Linked DNA regions of Sus scrofa: all the other regions are linked to region 3. A link is a contact called in public Hi-C data. All regions are on one chromosome and are shown on one strand. Each heading gives the region's core, a stretch centred on a gene start, on an enhancer-like site or on the middle of the called end of the contact. The rest is flanking DNA. Distances are from core to core; before and after follow the strand shown.

Evidence for each region. Hi-C and Micro-C count contacts between places; a contact is called where the count stands out from the background.
Region 1: a contact with region 3 is called in a Hi-C map of embryonic fibroblasts, with 2.3 times the contacts expected there. The contact joins the promoter of CDKAL1 here to the promoter of E2F3 in region 3. A contact is called at or near these places in 1 of 5 promoter capture datasets (liver), 17 of 47 Hi-C or Micro-C datasets (alveolar macrophages, blood, brain and 9 more) and 2 of 2 datasets of contacts at active chromatin or transcription factors (alveolar macrophages and skeletal muscle).
Region 2: a contact with region 3 is called in a Hi-C map of embryonic fibroblasts, with 2.2 times the contacts expected there. The contact joins the enhancer-like site here to the promoter of E2F3 in region 3. A contact is called at or near these places in 1 of 5 promoter capture datasets (liver), 4 of 47 Hi-C or Micro-C datasets (embryonic fibroblasts, heart right ventricle, liver and 1 more) and 1 of 2 datasets of contacts at active chromatin or transcription factors (alveolar macrophages).

What each region holds. Positions count from the first base shown.
Region 1 is chr7:15,908,621-15,912,664 of Sscrofa11.1, reverse strand. CDKAL1 (threonylcarbamoyladenosine tRNA methylthiotransferase) reads right to left here and starts at 2,020. Exons shown (of 16, transcript XM_005665616.2): 1 at 1,926-2,020; 2 at 1,057-1,100.
Region 2 is chr7:15,703,276-15,707,499 of Sscrofa11.1, reverse strand. No RefSeq gene overlaps it. Among named protein-coding and RNA genes, the nearest start is that of MBOAT1, 61 kb to the right of the region's middle. Within about 2 kb of position 1,724, at least 4 of the 83 cell types and tissues checked have an H3K27ac peak or open chromatin away from gene starts, as enhancers often do. A contact at or near this core is called in embryonic fibroblasts, where this site is marked.
Region 3 is chr7:15,791,137-15,795,485 of Sscrofa11.1, reverse strand. E2F3 (transcription factor E2F3) reads right to left here and starts at 1,967. Exons shown (of 7, transcript XM_021098397.1): 1 at 714-1,967. The coding sequence starts at 1,109.

The sequences.
Region 1 (4,044 bases), core at 771-3,270, 120 kb before region 3:
AATGCTTGTCAAAGTGCATTACCTGCTCAGATGATTTTCAACAAAAATGCCAAGAAAATTCAGTGGGGAGAAGAATACTGTTTTCAACAAATGGTGCTGGGACAACTGAACAGCCACGTGCAAAGAATAAAACTGGATTCCTGCTTTACATAATACACAAAAGTTCACTCAAATTGATTACAAATGTAAATTGAAGAGTTAATGCTGTAAAACTCTTATAACAAATCATAGGTGTAAATGTTCATGACATTAAGCGATGCTTTCTTAGTTATGACACCAAAAAAGCAAGCAACAAAAGAAAAAACAGACTGGACTTACATTTAAAACTTTCCTGCTTCAAAGGATATTATCAACAAAGAGACAACTTATATAATTGGAGAAAATACTTGCAAATCACAGGTCTGATAAGGGTCTAGTATCAAAATGAATACAGAACATTACAATCCAATAATAGAAAGACAAATGACCCAATGTAAAATAAGAGCAAAATTTCTGAACAGGCCGTTCTCCGAAAAGACAGACGAATGACCAATACTACATGATAAAACATCAAATCATTAGCTATCAGGGAAACACAAATCAAAACCACAAGGAGATACCACTTAACACACACCAGGTTGGCTAGAATAAGAGAACAACAATGTTGATGAAGATGTGGAACAGATCACCCAGAGGAAAAAGAACAGAATTAGAAGAGGAGAGGGGACAAGACCAAGCCTCAAGAGACTCCACATTTAACTGCCAAATAAAAGAGAACCAGCCTATAGTGAAGATCAAGAAGCAGCCACCAAAGAAGGAGGAAAACAGTGGGTCACAGAAGGAAAAGGAAGCGAGCATGTCTAAGCGGTGAACATGATCAGTGGTGCTCAATGCAGGTGATGAAAGGTTAAGTCAAATGAATGAAAATGTTCCTTGAATTTAGTGATATGGAGATCATGGCACTTCCATATAATAATGGCAGCAAAATCACTAAGAAATTAAAACTGGGCTACCTTTCTGCACATCATAATGTGTAACATGTCACTCAAACATAAGAGGTTTAAAATAAACAAGTACCTTGATTATCTCCAAATAGTCTCAAATCTTCTTAAAAGACAAGTCTGGAAAACAAAAACTGATTAGAAAAAAACAAGCTCTAAACCAGTTCACGAAACCACAGTAAGGACTCTTTAAAACTACCTAAACGGGATTAAACTCCATAAAAGCTGCTTTACAGGTAAGGTTAACGATGTTCGATCCTACTCCCAATTTCTTGCTGATTAGGACAGGTATGATAACATCTGCCGTATTTGCCATGACTGAGACCCAGCGTCTGGCCATAGTTAATAAACACTATCTAGCACAACAACACGTCTGCGTGATTTAAGAAACACTGATAATTACAAAACAGGTGTAGGGCAATGAACTAAGTATCTACATCACCTCCCAACCGAAAGACACGTGTCGTCTCGAGATTCAGAAAGAGGTTTTAACAGTGAACGAAAAGGAAAAGTGAAAAAACAAGACACCTGCTCTTCAGACCAACTTCAGTTTAAGTGCTTATTGAGATGCAACTCTAGGAAACCTAGGTCACTGCAAACTTCCCACAAACTCACTAACACAGAAAATGGGAGCCCGAAAGACGCTAGATCTGACGATGAGGAATATGGTCCCTTAAATGCCCCTTACACAGCCCCCTATAAGACCAACGACTCCGTCCTCACTTCTGGCAGCGCTACCTGCCTCTCAATTCCCCCAGCCCAGCTGGTAGGTTCCCTTTTAACTGCAAAACCAACCAGCAAACGACCCAAGAAAGACTGAAAGTGGGGAAATGAGGCTCCGCCATAAAAGGAGCTCTGGACAAACTCTGCCCCACCGGCCACCTTACCCAGTAGTCAGGAAATTACAAACTAGATCAAAGTAAAAGAATCCCACACGCTACTCGCCGGAAACTGCAGAGGCTTTAGCTGGAGCTCGCCATGACACATCCCGCCACGTTTATTTACGCATGCTCGGCGACGGTGGCCCGGAGAGATCAAACTGCATCAAGGCTGAGCGTGCGCGTTCAGGTTTAACTCAATCATCTAAAGATTACACTCGACTCCTTTGATTGCAAGAGAGAAAATACCACCTCCAAGACCCCGGATTCTTAGACTCGTTTAATAGCTAACTTCTCCTGAGCTCTTACTACGTATCGGGCACTGTGTTCAGCGCTTTACGTAAACATCATCTCCCCACTTTTTTTATTATTATTCTTATTAAGGATGGAATGGAGGAAACTGTCAGTTTAAGTACTTGCCCAGAGTGGCTCTGCCGGTAGTGACTGTCCTCTGTCCTGAACACAACTTTCCCCACTCCAAAAGAACCTGCTCGATTTATTACATTTACCAGTTTCCTCAGCCTTTGTGAAAAGAGGTCATATTAAAGAAAATGGAAAAGGATAAAGAAAGAACAGTTGGAATTAAACCTGAAAGAGATCAGTGAACACTAAGCAAGTTTGTTTTTGTTTTTTTGATGCTCAGAAGACAGCTTAGGAGGAGCAGTTTAGCAGAGAAAGACAACTTTCACAGAGTATATACAGATTTTGACCTGTATACCTTACATGTATTATCTCACCTTATTATTTTACCCAAGATACTGTATTTGACCTTGTTTACCAAGAAAACATCTCCACTTTACAAAGTGAAAACAGCAGACCATTAACAGAAAGTTGGACTATTGCCTGACTCTGGGTTTCATAGTGATTTGGCAGAATCGCCTTATTTTTTAAATGCCTTTTCTAGTATAATTACCTTGAGCTAAAATGCCACACTTTGCTCATCCAAATCCATTAAAAAAAAAAAAATCTAAACTGTGACCTAAGCTCCAATGCAGCCCTTAGCCAGCTGAATTAAAATTGCATATTGATGTCACCCCATCTCTTTTACCGGAACAAAAGTAGGCCCTGGGTCACCTTCTTGGTTATAATCCCACTGTCTAGCACAGAATTTTGCACATAATAGCCTCTCAATAGTGTATGTTGAATGAATGAATGAGTGTACCCCTTTCCCCCCAAGATCTTCAGTTCTGTCAAAGAAATTTTATTAAGCACATACCACATGACCTCAAGCACTGTGGTGGATATTATGGCTAGCAGGGGGAAAAAGACAACTTTCTACCCCTATTTCAGGCTACTGCAAGGATCTAGTTTCAGTAGAGAATAACGATAACTATGAAAGATGAATGTAGAGTGCCTGTCGTGATACAACGGAAACGAATCTGACTGGGAACCATGAGGTTGCAGGTTCAATCCCTGGCCTTGCTCAGTGGGTTAAGGATCTGGAGTTGCCGTGAGCTGTGGTGTAGGTTGCAGACACGACTCAGATCCCATGTTGCTGTGGCTCTGGTGTAGGCCGGCAGCTACAGCTCCGATTGGACTCCTAGCCTGGGAACCTCCGTATGCCGTGGGAGGGGCCCAAGAAATGGCAAAAAGACAAAAAAAAAAAAAAAAAAAGGCAAAAAAGAGTATAAAATAACAGAGAAAGCTGGAGAGGAAAGTTCAGGGACCAGATTAAAGAGAGGTTTGTTTGCTAAAATAAAGACATTAGAGCTAATCCTGAATGCATGGAGTAGCATGAGAGTGTCGGAGCAGATTATTATCTCAAGAGGATGGGTTTGAGGACAACATTTTAGACATGAAAAAATAGTGAAAGCCTGAAGTGAGTTGTTGGCTGCGAGCAATGGGAAAATGAAAAGGGAGGACAGAAGGAATGTTGAGGAGGTAAAATCTGCAAGACAGAGAATGATAAGTGTAAAAGAAGAGGATACAAGGATGTTTCCAAGTTTCAAGATAAAGCAACAGATACCAACACTTCTTTGGTGAAATCTGTCTCTTTAGTCACTTTAAATCTACATCATTTGAAAAGCCAGTGACGTGACTTCTAGGAATTTATCTTATAGAAATGCTCACAGTTACACAAAATGATATACGTGCCAGATTATTCTTTGAAACATATTTGCAATAGCAAAAGACAGAAAATCCTTTCTGGCTTCTCAATAGAGAATTCGTTAAATATCTTTTTTTTT
Region 2 (4,224 bases), core at 475-2,974, 88 kb after region 3:
CTTCACAATTTTGTTCATGGATGCATCCAAAGCACCCAGAATAGTACCTGGCACACCAGAGGTGATCAATAAATATTAATGAATTACAATAATTAACATTTATTGAGCATATTCTTAGTCTAAGCACGTTATACTTTATATTATTTAATCTCATTGAGTCCTTACAATTGTTCTATGCTGTTTTTTTAAAATGATATATATACATATATATTTTTTTTGTGGACTTTTTGCCATTTCTTGCGCCGCTCCCGTGGCATATGGAGGTTCCCAGGTTAGGGGTCGCATCGGAGCTGTAGCCACCGGCCTACGCCAGGGCCACAGCAACGTGGGATCCGAGCTGCGTCTGCGACCTACACCACAGTTCACGGCAACGCCCTATCCTTAACCCACTGAGCAAGGCCAGGGATCAAACCCACAACCTCATGGTTCTTAGTCGGATTCGTTAACCACTGTGCCACGACGGGAACTCCTAAAATGAGATATATTGATGAACAATATATAGGTTTCTGGTCTACAACAGAGTGATTCAAAATTTTTAAAGATCATACTCCATTTATAGCTTATGAACTGTTAGCTCTATTCCCTGTGTTGTACAATATATCCTTTAGCTTATTTTATACATAGGAGTTTGTACCTCTCAATTCCCCTATGTTCCTTTTTGTTTGTTTGTTTGTAGGGCTGCACCTGTGGTATATGGAGGTTCACAGGCTAGGGGTCAGGTCAGAGCTGCATCTGCTGGCTTACACCACAGCCACAGCAATGCGGAGTCTGAGGCGTATCTGCGACAAGACACACACCACCTCTTGGCTGCTGGGCATCTGGAAACCTAACAGATTCTTGGCTGACAGATTAGATCTATAGGAAGCATCTGTCAGTGGAAGCCGTCTGAAGAAATGAATTATCCCATAGAAACCCTTTGCCAGGAGTTCGTGTTGTGGCTCATCGGGTTAAGAACCAGACTAGTATCCATGAGGCTGCAGGATACCACCAGCATTGTGGTGAGCTTCGGTGTAGGTTGTAGACTCTGCATGGATCTGAGGTGGCTGTGGCATAGGCTGGCAGCTGCAATTTGACCCCTAGCATGAAAAGGTCCATATGCCACAGGTGTAGCCCTAAAAAGAAAAACAAACAAAAAACAAACAAAAAAACGCAAAACAAACAAACAAAATCTCCTTTACCAATGATATGGAGAGACAATGAGGCTGAGACTACTAGACTGCTAAGAACACTTTTGGAAGATAAAAGCTGGAATTCGAACTGAAGTTTTTCACTCTTCAACGTTGATAAGAAATTGAAAATGGAATTCACATCTTTCCTTTCTTCCTTTCTAAAAGGGAAAGGTAGGCTGAATTCCCTTTTATTCTCCAATTTTTAGTAGAGCCTAGCTAAAATAAAATCCACTCAATGCTGACGCTTACTGAAATTGTTTTATGTGAGCAATTAATTTGTTTTCTGTTTTACCAGACAGGAAAATGTTTTTCATTCCTTATGTAGTCTCTCTAAGAATTCATTACGGAAATGGGATTGACAACACAAAAATAGCATTGCAGGGGAAAAAAATCTTAATTTGGATAGTTGTTTTACCAATTCTCACAGCGGCGCCTGATGATGAAAATATTCTCAACCCTCTCGGGCAGGGTTTTGCTCTTCCGGTGCATGTTCGGGGCAGGATGACCTTTCACTCCCTTTTGATGAGCGCCCTCTTGTGGTGGATGGTGAGTATGCACGTCTCCATCTTGCTCCAAGGTTCTTTGTGACCCAGGATGCGCAGTGTTTGATCTGGAGCATTCTCTTAGAGCCCTGGCGAAGAGAAGCAAGCCCGCCGCGATTTCACGTCCTGTGTGGTCTCTGGTGTTCTTGAACCATAAGGATAAATATGTTGTTTTTCGTCCTAGGCTTCATTTTTCTTTATATCTTTTTCTTTCCACTGCTGTTACTGTAACTGGTTTTCTTTATTTTTCTCTATTTGATGGAGGGTAATTGGTGAATGTAAGTAGAAAACTCACTTTAAGTAGGTTTTAAAAGTCTTTACTTTTTAAAGGACAAATTCATTCCTTACCCAAACAACTCTGCATCTTTGTGCTAAAAGAATAATGTGCACTTAGGGCTGAGAAATCTGCAAATGTCTTGGGAGTGTGAGCTTGTCTTATTTCAAAGCTGTCGAATGGTCAGGGAGAAAATGGCAAGATTCAGGGAGATGGGGGAGGAGGATTGTGGAAGCCTTTAGAACATGTTCCCTGCTTGGACACTTGATAATTTGTCTCCTGGAAAATGATGGTAGATATGATATATAAATTGCTAGTCTCCATTTGAGTTCTCCTGTATAATGGCTGCCACTTTAATTTCACTCACTCAAGGGATGATGTCTTATGCTTTTTTCACAATCCATTGAAAGTCACAATCTTTGGAGTCAAACAGACTAGGTTTCAATGTAAACTCTGATCCTTAGCAGTGTGACTTTGGGCAAATTACTTGGAGTTCCCATTGTGGCTCAGTGGAAATCAATCTGACTAATATTCATGAGGACACAGGTTCCATCCCAGGCCTCAATCAGCGGGTTAAGGATCCAGCATTGCCATGAGCTGTGGTGTAGGTCGCAGATGCGCTTTGGATCTGGCATTGCTGTGGCTGTGGCACAGGCTAGTAGCTGTAGCTCTGATTCTACCTCCAGCCTGGAAACCTCCATATACCGCAGGTGTGGCCCTAAAAAGACAAAAGACAAAAAAAAAAAAAAAATTAATCTCCCATGTTGCAACAAGGGGACACCCATCCTCCTTCAAGGGGTCAGTAGCTCAAAGGAGGTTGTGAGTGTAAAGGGCCTTTCACTTGGAAGGAAAATGTCTAATCCTGATGATTTATTGTAATCTAATTGGGGTGACAGGACACATATTGAGATACTGACCAGACTACATAGTCAGTTGAAGTGAGTTTGGGTGAACATCAAGTTTTTGTAGTATCTGTTTTTCTTTGTGTTTGGAGGCTATCTTAAAAAGAGCATGCGAGTTGAGAATTGCTACACCTTCCTGGTGAATTGAAGTTTTCTAAAGAGGTATTTGACAACCCCTATAAGGTTGTTTGTCTTAGAGCCTTTTTTGTTTGACATTGCCACAGTTATACCAGTTCTTTTGGCTAATATTTGCCTGCTTCAAGTCTGCAATTCCGTATCTGCAGTTCTGAAGACCAAAAAACTCTGATGAAAAAGTTTTCTTCATAATTCATTTGGCAGCAAAACCTGATCTATGCTGATGTGAAGCTATTTAGTCCTTATTTAGTCTACTTAATCTGACTAGTCATGTGTTTCTTTCAGAAATATTACTGTGTTTGATTATGAGGTGCTGCATCAAACCCCACTGGGGGTGTTATGTAATATATAACATAGGCCTGTATTAATTTATTAAAGTAAAACTTAAATTAATCTCAACTGGAAACACATTTTGTTTTAGGGTTTGAATTAAGGACTGAGTGTGTGAATATATAAACATATATATATACACACACACACATTTTTTATGTAGGCATACAGTACTTATAGTATATAAAATATATAAAAACCTTGTAACATATAATATAGAATATAATATACATTATACATCACATATATAATATATAAAATATATAATATATTATAAAATATATGTAGTATATATTTTATGTAATTGCATATATAACATATAAAATACATATATTTTTATATATTTCCCTCCTGTTCCTATGTGTTTTTTTTTTAATTTAATTTTTTTTTTTTCCTTTTTGGTTGCACCTGCAGCATATGGAAGTTTCCAGGCCAGGGTTCGCATCCAAGCTACAGCTGTGACCTACACACTGGATCCTTAACCCACTGCACCCCAGCAGAAACACCCTCTTAGGTTTTAGATGTGTATGTTTAAGCAGCATTTAGCTGGATTTATTTTTAATCTAATATAAAAATCTGTCTTTTAAATGGAAGGTTTAGTCTATTCAGATCTATTTCTGATGTATTTGGATATTTTTTTTCCCCTGCCCTCTCACCTTTTTGCTTTTCTGTACTTTTCTCCTTTCTGGCATTCAGTTGTATTAACTGAGCCTCCCTTTCTATTTTTTCTAAGTTTTTGCTCAGTTAGCTAGAAAGTTATACCCTCTTTATTCTCTTAATGGTTCCTTTTAAAATATTTTCATGCATATTTAATTTATAAAGTCTGCAATCAATCAACATCTTTAGCCTCTGCCTCAAATATTCCAAGGCAG
Region 3 (4,349 bases), core at 718-3,217:
GCCGCCGCTGCCACCGCCGGGATGCGCCCAGGCCGGGGCGCCAGCCGCTAGCCCCTCGCCCCCAGACAGCCCCCGCCCCAGCCCGCACCCGGCTTCCAGCTCCACCTCCCCCCTGCACGCCCCCCTCCGCTTCCCCCAGCCCCTTTGTTGCCGGGAGTTACCGATCCCCAAATGTGTCAAGCGCAGCCTGCCAGAGCCCCTGCGCTCCGAGCACGCCTGAGGGACCCCCGGCTGCCAACAGGCCCCCGAGACCGGCGGGGGGCCACTGCCCCCAGGGCCCCCCGGTTCCCCCCCCGGAGTCCCCCCACTCCCCAGTTCACTACTCCCTCCCCCACCCCCTTCTCCATCCGGGGCGTGACCCCTTCCTACGCCCGAGAAAGAGGAAGCTTCGAGTTGGAGGGGAGGGGAGAGTGGGGGTAGGGAAAAGTGCAGGAAAAGAAGGGGGGGCCGCGAAAAGTTTTAGAGTGTTTGCTGTGGTTCGCGCCAAGGCGATCCCCGTTGCCCCGCGCGCCTGGCGGAGCCCCCCGACCCTCTGGGCGCTGGGGGGAAGCACACAAGTCTAACAATAAACCCTCGTTGGAGGGGCAGCCGCCGAGGCCCACGACGCTGGGCCCCGCGGTCTCCCAGGGCTGCCCGCAGCGCGCCCACCACCCCGCGTGGTGCAAGCCCACCTCCCGCCCGGGCTGGGGACGGTGGGAACGGGAGGGCATTACCGGAGGGCCGCCGCCGCCGCCGCTGCCGCCGCGTCCCAGCGCTGGTGGCTGCTGCAGCAGCCCGGCTCTGCTGGAGGGTCCGTGCGGCGTGGTGTAGAGGAGGCTGCCGGCGGTCTGCTCCACGCCGGGGGCACTGGGGAGGAGGGGGCCGGCGGCGACGGCGCCGCTTTGGAGGGAGGAGGAACAGGAGGTGGTGGAAGTGTTCGTGGTGAGGATCTGGATGTATGCGCTCGGGGCGGCGGCAGCAGCGGCGGCGGCGGCGGGGAAGCCGGGGCTGGCTAGCAGTGCCCTTTTGTCCATGGAGGCTGCAGCGGCGGTGGCGACGACAGCCGCCCCCTCCCCACCCCCGGCGGTCACCAGGTACTGCTCCAGGGCGGGCTGGATCCCCTTTCTCATCTCTCGCTCCTGCTTTTTATTGCTATGGTATATTAACGTATTGTTTTCAATTTCTTTATTATTTGCAGTCGGAGTTTCCAAGTCTCTCCTCCTTCTCTCCTCCCCGCCCGGCGCTTCCGAGCCCCTTCTCTCTCTTTTCTTTTTATTTTTCCGCAAGCACGGGCCCGGGGGCCAAAAATAATCGGGGCTCTGGAGAGAGGAGGGTCCCGGCCGCACGGATATCGGGCCCCGAGGGGGGATGGAGGCGTCGGGGGCGGCCGATGCAATGGATTGCGAGGCGGCGGCGGCAGCCCGGGTGCTGCGGCCGGCAGCTGAAAAATGGCTCCAGGAAGCTGCTGCTGACAATGAATGAAGGGATACGGTTTACGCGCCAAGGTCCTCCCGCGAAACTCAGATTTCCCGCCGGCTTTTCAAACCAAATTTGCATATCCCCGCCCCTCAACCCGCCGAGGACCGTTCTCACAGCCCATTGGGCCGCTGTCTTCTTCTTTTAGTCCCAATCGGGGAGCAGGGCCGGGACCTGCCGGTTTCCATTGGCTGCCTTGCATCACGGTTGCCGGGGCGACAGGGGCCCTATTTGCATAGCCCTCCTTGATTGGCTGCGAGGGAGGCAGGGGTTTTTAGGAGGTGGGTAAAGCCTTGCCTTCTCTCCCACGGAAGACCACGCCTGGTCCAGGCTCCGCCCCCGGTCCCGCCCGCCTGCGGGGCTGGCGCTGCTGACCTGGGCAGGGACTCTGCGCCCCGCAGACTCAGTGTGGATCTAGTCTAGAGTGCAAGTTTCGCTTTTGGAAATTGTCAAGGTGACCAAGGGGACACTTTCGGGAACTCTCTTTCGTTTAGCCAGTCAGTGTAATAGATGAACAGCAGCGGGAGATTCTCCCAAGTATGTGCCAAAGGCAAGTTGGACCTTGCGAACGACGCCTGGCATGTGGAAACTGAGCCCTTTAAATCGTGGGTATCTCCCTTCCTGAAATCCAACCAATGCCGCGGCGAGAGCTGATCCAGAGGTTGAGGCTGATAGACAGAAGCATGTGGGCAGACAGAATCGTGGGGGCAGAAGGTTCGACTGACGTGATTGCGGGCACCATTTAGTTAACATTCCAAATCATTCCTGGTAGCTTCATTATTAGCCTGGATGGGGTTTAAGTAAAAAATTAACTCCGAATGTTTTGCCGAGTGAAATCTTACCACGAGTATTGGTTTGAGTCCAGCAGACACCCACCCCCACCCCCAAGTCACTGGCCCAGAAGCAATCAGGGCAGTTAATCTGGGCTAACCTAGACTGATCTGCGGGTTTCTAATCCGCCAAACTGTAATCCGAAGAAGTACGTGCTTCCCAAGATGACGTCTTGCTGCCAATAAATGCTGCACGCTGGGCACCAGTACTTTACAATTTTGGTTTCCTAGCAAGTTATCTGACTGAAAGGAAACATGATGGCCCATCTAGTCCAAAATATTTTTAATTTTTTTTTTTTTTTTTTTTTTTACTAAACTAGAAATTCCCACCAGAAAAGTATTATTGTCAAATTAATGTCTATATTGGTGCAAGTATTTATGGATCTTAAAATTGAAGACTGCCAGCTGCTGATCTGGGCTCACTGGATAATGAGGATTGCAGTACCTCAAGCCTTTTTGCAAGACATCATTATTATTATTATTGTCATGATTAATAGTAATAATTTCCCAAAACTCAGTTTCAGTCTTACGAAAGTCCTGATGAGACTTCAGTCAGTTCAGGCTAGGACTCCTTACTTCAGTCCTGTTACCCTGTTTGAAACAGGATGAGCTCAAAATACTGTTAAACCTCACACCAGGCTCAGGAATATTTTGGTCTTGCATTCAAGGTGGTTGAAGATCCAAGGCCCAATACCCAAACATTTTTGGACGCTCTGTCATCAAAACCGACACTATCTTTAGGGCAGGTTAGGTGGTTTTCAAAGGGCATCAATTCCTGATTGGGCTTGAGGCATAATGTATTAGCAACTTCCTTGATGTTGTTCCATCAGTGTTGCTTTCCACTGTGGGTCACTATAGAGGAAATTAGTACTGTAACTACTTGGATATTACCAGCTGTAGAACATCACTAGCAGCATGCATTTGGTGGCTGTAGTGAGGGTTTGGGAGGAAGGGGGGTATAATGCACGTAGTCATCATAGACCCTGCATTTTAAGATTAGAGACAAACCTAGGCCTTAGGACTATGTGCAAAATCTCTGCTTGAGCTCCTCAGGAGTGCTTACAGTAAGATAGATGAGACACAGCCCCAAGGGTGCAGGTGTTCACAATCTAGATCCCCACTTGTGATTCTGGTTTAAAAAGTGTGAAATAGGTACCATTCTACCTTAGTCAGGTTACATTTTTTTTTAACATCGGGTATTTGGTAGAGAAACAAATGTTTTTTTTTAACATTTGATGCCTACTGCACCCCAGGATGGGGTGGGAGGGTTCAAAGAGAGAAGAGGAGATGCTGGAAGTTAAGATGCTAAATTCCGGGGTAGGTTATTGATTTGTGGAGAAGTACCATATTTTAGTAGAAGGAAAATGGGCTTTGGAGCCAGAGTGAGCTGGGTTTACATTCTAGCTGCCACTTAGTGGCTATATAATGCTAACCTTTAAAATCCCATATTCTCAAGTTCCTGTCATGGAGCAGCGGAAACATATACAACTAGGAACCAAGAGGTTTCGGGCCGATCCCTGGCCTCGCTCAGTGGGTTAAGACTCCGGCATTGCCCTGAGCTGTCATGTAGGTCGAAGATGCGGCTCAGATCTGGCGTGGCTGTGGCTGTGGCGTAGGTCAGCAGCTACAGCTCCAATTAGACCCCTAGCCTGGAACCTCCATATGCAGCAGGTGCGGCCCTCAAGAGACAAAATAAATAAATTAAAATAAAAAATAAAATCCTGTATTCTTGTATGTTAAAATAGGAACATAGGATTATATTGTGTAGGTTATACATAACCTACAATGTAATACTGATATTGCAAGATTATGGTGAAAAGAGGCAATAATAAATGGCACTTTACCTGGGATATAGCAAGTGCTCAATAAGCGGTAGCTATTTATGATTCTACTCTTTTGTGTGATTTTGCTGGGTTGCTCCTTGTAATTGAATCTGACTCCCAGCCTTGCCTCTCCCTAATGCCCCTGGATGTCCACTTGCCATGACAGCTTAGCTTTGTCCCAAGGTAGGAGCACGGCCTCATCCTGGTTAGCGAGGATTATAGAATCCTGACTCTGAAGTTC